Linked DNA regions of Hordeum vulgare: region 1 is linked to region 2. Evidence: chromatin contacts called from public Hi-C data. All regions are on one chromosome and are shown on one strand. Each heading gives the region's core, a stretch centred on a gene start, on an enhancer-like site or on the middle of the called end of the contact. The rest is flanking DNA. Distances are from core to core; before and after follow the strand shown.

Evidence for each region. Hi-C and Micro-C count contacts between places; a contact is called where the count stands out from the background.
Region 1: a contact with region 2 is called in a Hi-C map of leaf, with 2.7 times the contacts expected there. The contact joins the promoter of LOC123446250 here to the enhancer-like site in region 2. A contact is called at or near these places in 2 of 6 Hi-C or Micro-C datasets (leaf and seedling).

The regions. Positions count from the first base shown.
Region 1 is chr4H:136,468,382-136,471,560 of MorexV3_pseudomolecules_assembly, reverse strand. LOC123446250 (cytochrome P450 94C1-like) reads right to left here and starts at 1,381. Exons shown (of 1, transcript XM_045122924.1): 1 at 1-1,381. The coding sequence starts at 1,320.
Region 2 is chr4H:136,145,737-136,148,635 of MorexV3_pseudomolecules_assembly, reverse strand. No RefSeq gene overlaps it. Among protein-coding and RNA genes, the nearest start is that of LOC123448157, 10 kb to the right of the region's middle. Within about 2 kb of position 1,490, at least 2 of the 3 cell types and tissues checked have open chromatin away from gene starts, as enhancers often do. A contact at or near this core is called in leaf, where this site is marked.

The DNA.
Region 1 (3,179 bases), core at 132-2,631, 320 kb before region 2:
CTCCGGCACGAACGTCCCGCCGGTGCCTGTCAGCCACCGCTCCGGCCGGAACTTCTCGCAGTCGTCGCCCCAAATGCGCGGCATGCGCCCCATCGCGTAGGGGTGGTACATCACGCGCGCCCCGGCGGTCACGTACGTGCCGTCCGGGAGCACGTCGTCCGCGGCGCAGAACTTGGAGTCGAACTGCACCGGCGGGAACAACCGCATGTTCTCGTACAGCACCGCGTGGGTGTAGTGGAGGGACTTGAGGTGCTCGTACGTGGTCTTTGACGCCATCCTTGTCTTCTCGCTGGCGGCGGCCTCCGCGCGCATGCCGGCCGCCACCGCGGGGTTCTTGGACAGCAGCATGAAGATGGTGGTGAGCGCGGAGGACACCGTGTCGCGTCCAGCGAGGAGGAAGCTGACCACGATGTCGCGGAGGTACTTATCATCGACGGCAGTGCCGTGCGCCTCCGAGGCCATGAACCGAGACAGGAGGTCATGGCTCCCGGCGACGCCCAGCTTCCGGCGCTGCCTTATCATGGCCGCCGCGAGCTCGTCGACGAGGCGGATGGACTTCCTGAGCTCCCTCTCGGAGCCGACGTTCAGCAGCCGCTTCACCCTCCACACCAGCGGCGACGCCGCCGCGCCGCGCATGGCGGACAGCCGCGAAGCGGTGTCGAACGCGGCGGCGAGCTTGGACATGGGCATGTCGAGCTCGAGGCATCCCGGGTCTAGCCCGAAGGAGATCTTGCAGATGGTGTCGAAGGCGAAGCGCCGGAACACGTCCTGGAGGTCGATAACCCTGCCATTGTCGGCGGCGTCGGCGAGCAGTGGCAGGAGGCGCGCCTCTACTTCCTCGGCGACGATCCCGTAGGCGTAGGAGCGCACCGCGACGCTGCCGAGCTCGAGGCTGGCCATCTTGCGCTGGTGACGCCAGGCAGCGCCGTCGACGTTGAAGATGCCGCCGCCGAGGAGGTCGCCGAGGACGGCGGAGAAGGGCTTTCCCTTGGGGAAGTTGTCGAAGCGGGTGTGCAGCATGTGCTCGACGTTGGCCGGGTTGGCGGTGATGGTGCAGCCGAGGACGTGGACGGCGACGGTGCCGGTCGGGGAGCAGCGGAGCAGGTGCGCGTACCAGTCGCCGAGGTTGGTGAAGTCCCGCGCCCACGACCCCGTGAGGTACGAGCGGCAGACGTGGCAGCTACACCACGGCCACCGGCGGGCGAGGAAGAGCGCCGCGCCTAGCGCCACCACGCACACGGAGAAGACAAGGAATGCCAGGCCGGCGCACCGAGCGCACCATGACAGCTCCTCCATGCCCGTGCTCGTGGCGGCGTCCATGGCTGCCCCGTCTCCCTTGAATTGGAGGAGAAGGGAAGAGCAAAAAAATGTGATCTTATTTTGGGTGTGGGGAGTCGAGGAGGCGTGTGCGTATATAATGTGAGTGGACGGGGAAGAAGCACATGCCACACGTGCGCCAAATCTTAAACAACTTGGTTCCCTGCCATTTATTAGTGTGTGCACAGCTCATGCCATCCCTACAGCTCCCAAAAACTTGTCCACGGTACGTACGACCAGCAAATCTGCGCCGAACGCACGATACAAGGGCTGCTACCGCTAGCAGTCGCCTGAATCCTCTATAGAGTACAAAAAAAGACAGTTGATTCCGTTACATTTTAAATCAACCTCACATCATTTTTTGTTGACGGCTGCTACGGATCAACCGACTAATTTTTTAAAAAATCAATCAGGTCGTCAGTCATTAGATGCATTCCGAGAAAGACATTTGATCGGGTTAACGCGAGCAACGACCGCTCGCCGTGGGGACACAGCGTCACATGCTCGCAGCAGGATCCTCGAGCTCCCTCATCAAAAAGTGCAATGATGCTCCGTTATTGGAGCCTACCGCCCCTCAAGCTGCATTGTAACACCGCTAGTTCCATCGCAACTCCGGGTGTCGCTGTTGAAGCTCCATTGCAGCTGCCGGTGAAGCTTCATTGCAGCTCGGGGCCTTGCATAGCAGCTCTTGGCCGCAACGAGTGCTCCACTACAACACCATCGGGCGCATGCGACGGTGATGAATGGTGCTATGCGGCGGTGACCACGGATGTTGCGACGCAGCTGTTGCAGCGGAGATACATCATGCATGTTCCTCCATTGCAGCACGACGACGACAACAAGGTGGAGCACGGAAGCAACGACAAAGCACGTGAAAAAGAATGGAGGGGCTTGGGCATGCAAGAGAATGACACGGAGAAGAAAGAGGAAAAATCCATGGCAGAGTGCGGCGAAGAAGAAAGGGGAAAGGATAAGGAAGTGGGGCATGGTCGTGGGCGGTTTGTAGGCACCACGAGGGCACGCGGCGTGAGTACGAGGCGGTTTACACGACCCAGAAATCAACCAGCTTATTTTAAAGTTTTTTCTTTTTTGTTTGGTCTGGAGTACTTGCGAGCGATTTAAAAAAAAACAACGAAACCCTCCCAAGTCGCTCTCGCGGACAACCCCGGGAGGCAACCTATCGTCGCCTCTCATGGTTTCCCTCCCTCGTAGAAGTAAGTGGTGTCGCCGACCAAATGCCACATGGCGTAGGCGGCGACGGGGACGTTCCTTCTCTCGCAATGGTTGCGAGCATCGTGGGTGTCCCATCTTGGTGTCAGGTCGAGCCTACTCGACGACTCTGGTTGCAGGGTCATACACTCGCATGTCGACCAGCCTAACCCAGGGCGGCATCTACTGATTCGGTAGGTTGGAGATAGTGGAGGCGTGTTGCGTTGTTTGTGGCCGCCAGCCATGGCGGGGCGATGCGGGGTGTTGGTAGCGGTTCGACATGGTCGTTGCACGAGTGTGTGTTAGAGGGACGAGCTGGCGGTGGCTCTGGCGAGATTTCAGCCTGAATCTACATCCCTATCTTTGTCAATAGTGTGGTGGATCTCATCCCCTTCCTATATATCCGATCCTTGGTGGATGGGGGAGATGGGCATGATTGTTCGGTCGGCACGTGGCGATGGTTGGGGCGGCACGACTGTGGTAGCGGTGGTATGATGTAGGTTGTCGGTGATCGAGCTGCCTAGGACGGTCGGCATAGTTCAGGTCATAGATCATGTATGACGTTTGGCGACTTGCACGTTTATGGACCGACTTGTCCGTGCGGGTACAAGCCTCCACAACATGCTTCCCTTGCATCTCTCAGTAGTGGCATC
Region 2 (2,899 bases), core at 241-2,740:
CGAAAGATCAGATCAGATAGGAGTATCGGATGTATATTGTTAAGTATTGGCTTGCTTCCCCCGCTTGTGTTTCTCTAATTCCATCACCGACCCATTTGCTGCAATAGTTATACATGTCGGAGCGAGCAGCAGCGTAGGTGATGACCCAGTTGGGGGTGACGACGACGCAACGGCGGTCGGCAGAGGAGGAGAAGGCTATTAATCTATATCTATATCTACACCTAATAATAAAGAGACTATCGCTTTCGTCGAAAAACCCACCGCGTCATTTTTATAAAAAAGTCTCTGTAATTTTTGTTATTCAGCCCACGCTTCATCATTTATCTGCAACACAAAAGGAAAAAACGATTCGCTGCAAAAATTATACCCGTAAGCATCGCCTCCTCCCGTCGACCCTGGGCCACCCTGGCGTGTGCCCAGGCCGCCGCCACACCACTCGCCGCAGCGGCCGACCTCAACCGTCACCGCTGCCGATCTCAACTCACCCGCCTCCGCGGCCGTACCTCTCCCCGCTCACTGCCCCCGTTGCGGCGCTCGAGAGCATTGCGTCGACCCTGGTCCACCCTGGCATGTGCCCAGACCGCTGCCATACCACTCACCACCGCGGCCGGCCTCAACCGCCACTGTTGTCAATCTCAACCCACCCGCCTCCGCGGCCGTACATCTGCCCGCTTGTTGCCCCCGTTTTGGCGCTCGAGCTACAGTGATTGGGGATGATGCGTCTGCTCGACGCAGAACGACGGCGGCGCGCGGATAAGGCGCGGCGGAGCGAAATACTTGCAGGTGGAGGCGGGCCTCCATGGCTCACACGGGAAACTTCGAGATTATGGTACGGCAACGGCGACTCCTTATGGTCAAATAAAGGCGCTTAACCCTTGCTCCCCTCATCGTATCCCCTCCTCCGGCAGGAACTCATCATCTGGTGAGATCCCCTCCCCATGCCTCCAACCGTGTGCCAAGCACCGGCAAGAAATTTTGTTTTATGGGTATTTGTTTGCTGATGAATGAATGTATTGAATGTAAGATTGTATTATTGTAGAGACAGAGAATGAAACACCACCTTCAGTTTGTCATCTGATCCCACATTCTCTATCCCATGAATGGAATAAGATAACAGACCATTGATCAATTCACGTAGCCTCTTTGTTTTATTTTGCTTGTCCCGCTCAATTTCTCATCATGATGGAATTGATAATGAACGGGTTGATTTCTCAACAAAATATGATAGGACTGACTACATTAGTTAGTTAGCTTATTATTTTAATAAAATTAAAATGTTTATAAAAAGATTAAAAGTGTGTGGTATTTTTTTCTTCCGTTGCAACGCATGAGTCCTTTTTCTAGTTAAACTAACGCCTCACGTTTGCAATTAAGCTTTGGGAGCAGAATGACCAAGTGTGGATGTTCCCCCTGAGACGACTACACTACACCGGCAACATACGTTGAGAGATGCAGACAAATACAGGAATCGGTCGCTTTCAGTTTCAGCATTGTGTCATGCTGAAATCAGTCATGACTTTGGGGCACTGTAGTGCTGCCATTCTTTTCACGAGCAGTGCACTTGTTAATTTAGGGTGCAGTGACGACTATTCAACGCCGCGGACTTCCAGCTGCCTTTCGGTGCCTAGCCACAGTGGTTTGCAGTCAGGTTTAGGACTAGTGGGCAAAATTGAGAAAAATGATCCTTCGAACGGAAGAAGTCGCGAAGTGAACCCGAAAGCAAAAAAGTTCACGCGTTTGACCCTTTCATGTGACGCTCGACACCTAGGCGCCACACTACACTGTGTGACGTCTAAGTCATCGGCGCCACACACCCCAATCACCTGGCAGAGAGGGCTCATCCCCCAGATAGTGTGACGCATAAGCCTCAGGCGTCGCATAATGTAAAGTGGGCGTCGAAGGCTTAGGCGCCACACTGCCACTTATTCAGCAACGGGCCAGGCCCCTCCCCCACCACCTCCTCATTCCCCTCCCCCACCCCCCTCTCCCACACTGTGTTCAAATCGCCCCTTCGTCAAATCCTTCTCCAAATCATCAAATCTGAAGGTTTGGACCGGGCATTTGTTGTCTAATCCCTCCCCTAAGGTAATCCCCACCTATCCCCTCATTCTCATCTAAACAAAAATCTCTTGTGATCATTTTGTTGCAATTGAGGAAACCCAAGTTTTTCATGAAATGTGAGATGTATATGATATTGTTGTATTTGTTTGTATGTTAGGATAAGGGGTATGATGGGGTTAGGATTACGGTTGTTTGGATGTTTGCATTATGGTTGTTTTAGGGTTAGGCTAGGGTTAGGGTTAGGGTTATGGATGTTTGGTTGTGTTAGGGTTAGGATAGGGTTGGGGTTAGTGTTATGGATGTTTGAAAGTTAGGAATAGGGTTTATTTTTAGTAAGTAGATATTGTAGTATTTGGATGATTTCTTATAAAAAATATTGTATGTTGTGTTGTTTAGGGATGGGAAGAACATGTGTTTATGTTCATCACGTGGACAAGGATGCCTTTTTAAAAGACAATATTGATCCGGACCCTGGATGAGCTTGACATGGTGTTCGATTTCTGTCGTAGCTATGCTGAATTGTTGGAACAAGTCCGAAAGGATTTGAATTGGATGGGCCCTAGTGATGTAGTTGAGTTTGATGGTAGGCATAATGTGGGATTCGGAATGCACATTCGTTGGAAGACCATGCGTGTCAACTCCGAGCAATGTTGGCTTGCATACAAGGATACGATGGCCGAATCACTAGACAAGGCTCTAGAGTTATTTGCCATCAAAACAAATGTTCCTAACTTGTAGTTGGATTTGAACCGGGTTGCCTCTCCGATTGTTGAAGCTAGTCCTCCACGCATCAACGAAGAGGCCAACATTGAACCTCTTTCAACACAACAATCTTGTA